2 separate regions of the Sus scrofa genome follow, and region 1 is linked to region 2. A link is a contact called in public Hi-C data. All regions are on one chromosome and are shown on one strand. The core of a region is the stretch at or near the end of the contact, and the rest is flanking DNA. Distances in the headings are between cores, read along the strand shown.

Evidence for each region. Hi-C and Micro-C count contacts between places; a contact is called where the count stands out from the background.
Region 1: a contact with region 2 is called in a Hi-C map of fetal skeletal muscle, with 2.6 times the contacts expected there. The contact joins the enhancer-like site here to the promoter of SH2D4B in region 2. A contact is called at or near these places in 7 of 47 Hi-C or Micro-C datasets (alveolar macrophages, blood, embryonic fibroblasts and 3 more) and 1 of 2 datasets of contacts at active chromatin or transcription factors (skeletal muscle).

The regions. Positions count from the first base shown.
Region 1 is chr14:82,501,125-82,504,397 of Sscrofa11.1, forward strand. No RefSeq gene overlaps it. Among named protein-coding and RNA genes, the nearest start is that of SH2D4B, 120 kb to the left of the region's middle. Within about 2 kb of position 1,752, at least 12 of the 83 cell types and tissues checked have an H3K27ac peak or open chromatin away from gene starts, as enhancers often do. A contact at or near this core is called in fetal skeletal muscle, where this site is marked.
Region 2 is chr14:82,376,560-82,379,654 of Sscrofa11.1, forward strand. It overlaps SH2D4B (SH2 domain-containing protein 4B), which reads left to right and starts at 1,495. Exons shown (of 8, transcript XM_005671149.3): 1 at 1,495-3,095.

The DNA of each region.
Region 1 (3,273 bases), core at 502-3,001, 120 kb after region 2:
CTATTTAATGTTATAAAATATTTTCATATTGTTTTGCAAAATGGCTGTAACATTTTGCATCCCCACCAGAAACATAGGAGAGAGTTCTTATTGCTCCATGCCCTCACCAACCTCACCACCACTTGATATTGGTGATCTTTCTAGAGGGTGTGTAGTGGTATCATACTGTGGTTTTAATTATGATTTTTCTGAGAACTAGTGAAGTTGAATATCTTTTCATGTGTTTATTGATTACCTATATATCTTCTGTCGGGAAATGTCTGTCCCAAACTTTTGCCCATTTTTTTATTAGATTTTTTCTCCTTTATATTAAGTTGTAAGAGTTCTTCAATTAATTGGAATATAAGCTCTTTGTTTTGAAACATTTTTTTCAGTCTATGGCTTACCTTTGTGTTTTCAAATTCTTCTTTCAAGGATACCAGTCATATCAGACCAGGACCCACCCTAATGGCCTCATTTTAACTTAGGGCCTTTACAGTGCTAATTGTCTCTAAACATACTCACATTCTAAGATAGTGGGGGTTAGAGCTGAAACATATGAATTTTTTTTTTTTTTTTTGCAGGAGAGGACACAATCCAGCCCATAACAAATAGAGAATAGGCTTATAGGCAAACAAGGAGCAAAAGAGAAAAGGAAGAAAAATAATTAAGTGAATAGTACAGTTTGGTGTTTCAGATGTAACCTCTATGGTTCTGTTAAGACTCTGAGAGCCAGTGTTATGTAGTAATTTATCATATTACTGGAACTATGATTTGAGTCTCGTATCTTGTAAACCCATAGGTAGTTAGATTAATGAAAGGGCCCAGAACCCTATCTCAAAAGGGCTCTGTTCTTCTGTACACATTTTACTGATGAAATGGTATCATCCAGTAATATTTGAGAACCTGAGAGCATCTACTGACATCTGTTTTGCATTTGTCACAGGCTGGCATGACGGTATGTCCAGCATGTGGCTTCACTGAGACAGATGTGTAACAATCACTGGTCCCCTTCCCAACCTCACTGATTGCCTGGGACAGGTGCACTATTTGTTCACAAATAGCCCTGCATCTTAATAAATAAGTGAAGATGATCTGGGGTGGGGTGGGGCTGGGCCGTGTGAAGGTGTGGTGGTGATGGTGGTCAGAGGCCTAAGAAGTAGGAAGAGGAAAGCAGTGTAGATAAATACGTGAACAATCCTGCTGATTGGTCCCATGGAAGATCCAGATATGCGTACCTGTGTTCCTGGCACGTGCTTTCTGTTGAAGGCTTCTCTCTGGTCAGGGTCGGGGTGGAGGACGTAGGCTAGGACGGGGCAAGTTGTCAAAGGAAGTGGGGGTGGCAGCACTGTGGACAGAGAGAAGATTTTCCATTTATCCAGCAGGTGGCGCCATCTAGTCGATTATCCGAGGAGAGCTGGCTCTGGCTTGAAAAATGTTTGCTTGAGGTCTTCCCAAACTGCAGGTCCCCAGGAGCTGTCACTGCACTAGGAGGATGCTGGCGTGCTGCCTTCTCTCCTGGGGAGTGAGAAAGAGGGTATTTGTCATCACTTGGAAAATCTGGCCTCTACCTGCAGGTTTGCTGGAGAGAAGGAGAGCTTCTGTGTGGCCCCTAGGCTTGCTGGCAGGGAAGGCCAGTGGGCAAGGCTCCAGGGCCAACCAGAACAATCTGCTTTCCCCCAGCAGCTTGGAGATTTCTCTGGAACAGGGTGAAAGGCTCCCCAGTAACTAATAAAGGGAAATTCTCCATGAAAACCCTGGCTCCTGGCCCAGGAGCTGGCCAATTCCATTTGCTCTGAAGCTGCCCTTGAGATGTGGGAAGTCTTGGGATAAACCAACCAATTTAAAGCATTTCCCTAAACATGCCCATTTGGACTTGAGTTCATATGTCTAAAGGATGAGGGAAGGGCAGAACTTGGTCTTTCCAGTCCTGGTACTCACCCCTTTGTGCTACGGAGTGTCAGCCATAGCACAGCAGTTGCAGGTACAGATGCTAGATTCAAATACAGACACTTCCATGACTTGCTGTATGACCTGGGAAAGTTGCTTAACATTTCTGGCTCAGAGTTCTCTATAGTAACAGTTCTTATCTCATGAGTTTAACATGAGGATTAAGCTTAATAAACGCAGAGCACTTAGGGACAGTGTCTGACGCACAGTTATTATAGCTAAGCAGCTATTACCATCAACTGAGCACAGGACAATTTTCTCAACTAGGTCATGTAACACTAACATGCAAGTTTTCCAATAATGCTGAATTGGATTTAATTGGGTGAAAAAAGAACTGCTGGGAGTAGGGAGTGGGACAGTCCATACTAGTGGCTGGAGGGCCACAGGGTGCCCACCCGCCTCCCCAAGAGGGACCGATCAACCTGCGCTTGGAAAAGCAGGAACCAGAGACCACAGCTGGCCAGGTGTCAGGCTACATATGGGCAGGGCAGGGAAAGAGGTTCAGCTGGGCACTTGGGAGGCCACTGAGAGCTCCAGTCTCCTTTGTCACCCTGACACCTGGCCAAAGTGGGGCTGACAGAATAAACGGTAGCAACCGCTCTCTGGGCTCCAGCAGTCTGATGAGTGGGTGCCTCTGGAGGCCTTGCACCAGGCCAGGGGTTACCTCTTAATTGTTGGATCCTGAGAGGGGAGGGAGGAGTATCTCTCAGGAAGGGGTCCGGGGAGTGACTTTTTCTCTGCTTGGAAGTATTTAATAAATAAACAGACCAGCATGTCTGTACTTGTGTCATGCAGCTGGGCCCCAGCCCCGGTCTTCCTCTTCTCCATCCCTGTAGTCACCTGACTCTCACTGTCCTGCTGAGGGTATAGAGGGGCTGTGAAGGGCTTGGAAGGAAGGTACTGCCTGACTTCTGCCATATTATCTTATTCCCACAGGATTGGAGATACACTACAATGCCATGGAACAGGATGGGGCCTGGTGGTGAAACCTCATGGTGAAGAGGTAGAGGCTCTGTTGTCAGCCTTCCTGAGCTTGAGTTAACGATTCTACCGGTTCCAAGCTGTGTGACTTTGGGAAAGTTACTTGCCCTCTGTGTGTCTCAACTACCTTCTTTCTAAAATGAGAACAATAATAGTGCCTCTCTCACAAGATGCTGTGAGGATGAATTGAGCAATGCATGCAATACCTTTGGAATAGTTATAAGTATAAATAGCTATATTTATACTTAGAACTACTCAGTGAGCATTAACTTCTATAATTAAGTACACATTAAATTTGAATCATATCTCAAACTCATAGTTTCTGGCCTTAAGAACACATATGCATTTGGGAGGGAAATGTAA
Region 2 (3,095 bases), core at 245-2,744:
TGCTGTACTTGTGGCCCAGGTTCAATCTCTGGTCCAGGCTGTGGGTATGGCCATTTAAAAAAAAAAAAGAAAAGAAAAAGAAAAAAGAAAGAGAGTGGTGGTGCCAGGGGCTATCTGAAGGAGTGGGAGGGAGGCAGATTACTGTGGGCCTTGGGCTTTGAGTAAAATGGGAGCCACTACAGGGTTTTCAGCAGAGGAATTACATGATTTAAGTTTTAAAACAATTTTAGAGGAAGCAGATAATTGATAGAAGGCTCTGGGATCAAGAAATGTCCCCCAGTTCTGCCCTCTTGGTCCCCACTGGCAATGCCGGTACAGTCCTTATCACCTCTCTCCTAGATTTTGGCCAAAGTCTGCTGGCTTGTCCCTCAACCTCCTGTTCTCTGTCTCTGAGAAATGCCTCCAAGCCCTTCTCCAGTTTAGTAACCTCTGGCCACAAGAATGGTTTATCCCTGCCAAAATTCTAGCCTTCCTGACTAGGGAGGTCTGGCCTTTTAAAATTTATTTCTTTTTAGGGCAGCACTTGTGACACATGGAAGTTCTCAGGCTAGGGGGTGAATTGGAGCTGCAGCTGCTGGCCTATGCCAAGGGAGGCCTGGCTTTGTCTGCATGTCCCTCTCTGGGGGCAGGTGTCAGTGTGGACAAGGCGGTGCATGTGGGTCCTGGCTTCACCAGCACTGACTTCCAGAAGCCAATTTTTGGGGGTCACATTTCAGAGCTTCTGAAATACATTTAATTTCTGTCATATGAATTATATATATCTTACCCATTGTAGAAGCAATACAGAATTGTCTAAAGTGGGCTCCCTCCCTCTTCCAAGAAGAAAGCAACAAACCATGTGTTTGTTTTCCACATTATGTTTTCCTTTGTCTATACAAAAATAATCCAACATAGAATTTAAAGAACGGATTACACTGTGCCCAAAATTCTGCATGTCACCTCTTCATTTTTCTGCCATGGACATTTTCCCTGGTCAAGAAGACAGATGGACTCCATATTCTCTGCGACATGCGTTACTGTTCCTCACCGTGTGCCCCTCCCCGGCAGGGACATTCAGGTGGTTTCCAGTCACTTGCGTAATAACATCGCCAGCACATACCTCTGCCCCCAGAAGGAACTGTGTTAGCATGCAAAGTTAAACATAGCACATAGGCTAATGTGAAAAATGAAAGCAAAATAAAACCAGTTGGATGGTGGCAGAAAACCATGTCCGAAAACACCGCCAGCTTACTCGCCTCATCTGCAGTAGCCAAGCGCTGCCTTAACCGGAACCTCTGCGGGCTCCTTTTCTCTGCGTGCCCCTGCCCCGGGGTCAGGGCCCTGGAGGGCCGTCGTGTCCCCGCCGCATGGCCTCGGGGGAGGGAACGGGTCCTCCTGCACCCGATCTCCGCGAGTCCAGGCTCGCGTGGCTACTGCGCGGCTCCCTGAGCCCTGATCGCCCACTTGCAGGAGTTCCGCCTACCATTGGCCGCCAGGGGGCGCCCCATGCCAGGCTGAGTGACCTCCTCTGTCCCAGGAGAGAGAAGGCCCCGCAGACGCCAGGCCAGAGGTGGCGCCGGGCGGGGCGGGGCAGCTCCCAGAAGCGCCAGCCCGAGCGCTTCTTCCCGGAAATTGGATTCCGCCCGCGCGCCGGCTACGCTCGGCGTTCAGCCTCTCTGCCCCCCTGACCTGGGATTGCCCAGGAGCTCTCCGCCCGCCGCGGCACAAACCCGGGCGTTAGTGGAGTCGTTCCCATCCGGCCGCCACCCGCCCTCTCTGGATGACACCATCACTGCTCAACCAGAGGACTCGTCTTCACTGCCTATCCCCGCGGCTCCGTATTGTGCTCTCTCCGCCCTCTTTTTGTTGCATCTGTGGAACTCAAAGGGAGAAGCTGCCAGCGGGAGGCTAGAACCCTTCGTGCCTTCCCCTCCTTGTCTCCTCTCTGGACGCTGAGCTCCCACCTAGTATCAGGGCCAGAAAGATAGCCCTTCCCGGAGGGAGGGCAGGAGGAGGTTCCCACAGTCCGGGTCAAGGAAACTGAGGGAACCAGGATGCTGAGTGGCGGGAGTTGCTGAAAGGTCTGGGGTGGGGAGGAGAGAGAAGAGGGCAGGTGGGGGTCTCTGCGTGGAGGCTCTAAGGTCTGGGTCACATGGGGACAAGCCAGTCAGACCTGGGGGAGGGACAGCCTGGTCCTCCGCACTGCTTTTTGACCCCATGGGCTTAAAGGTCACTGGACCCGCTTAATCCTTACTGTCTTGCGTCAACCTTGAAGAGGGAGAAGGGGGCCATTCACACCTTGGTTCCATCACTCCTGGGTGCTTGATCCACCTTTAGTCCTTGTGGGGAGGGAAGGGGACATGAAGGTCACCAGCCCAGCCAGGCCACAGTTTGTTTCTTTTCTCCTGGTATGGCTACAAGCCATCAAAAGAGTCATAATATTTGAAAATTGGATGGAGTTGCAGGGTGGCAGTGGACCGGGTATCCATTAGCAAGTCACTTACCTTCTCTGAACCCCAGTTTCCTTGTCTGAGCAGGAGGGCAGCTGGGAGTAGCTCTGAGCACCTGTTAGAGCAGGCTTTGGGTCTCAGCATGAGTAGCACCTACCCATCCACATGGCCAAAGAGATGTGGGTTCCTTCCGAGCAGAAAGCACCACCCCACTCTGTCCAGGGTGCTTCACGTTCAGGGCATGGAGGGGACAGAGTAGACACACTTGCCTTTGTTGTTTGAGGTGCTCTCCGGATACTTCTGATAACCAAGACTGACCCCAAATGGAGGGTTCATCTGCCAGCGCAGCTTTAGAACCTCATCATAGGGAAGAGGGAGAGGATGCCTGCTTCCTTCGTGTCCTTGAATTTCATGATCAAGCCCCTTTACTGTCCCTACTGATTCCATTTTGTTTTCTTCCTTGGCTATAACACAGAGAGCAGGAAAGCTCTTTTCTCCTCCAAGGCAAGTATAGAAGCATTACTGCAATAGCCCAAGGTCCTGGAAAAGAGGAAGTTTGGCAATGATGGAGCAGGTAGAGTGTGAGGCCAAGCAGCTTGGAAGCTCCTGGCTGTTTGACGTTGGCTCACAAGGGGTGGAATTAATAAGCAAAGCTGCCTCCTCCTC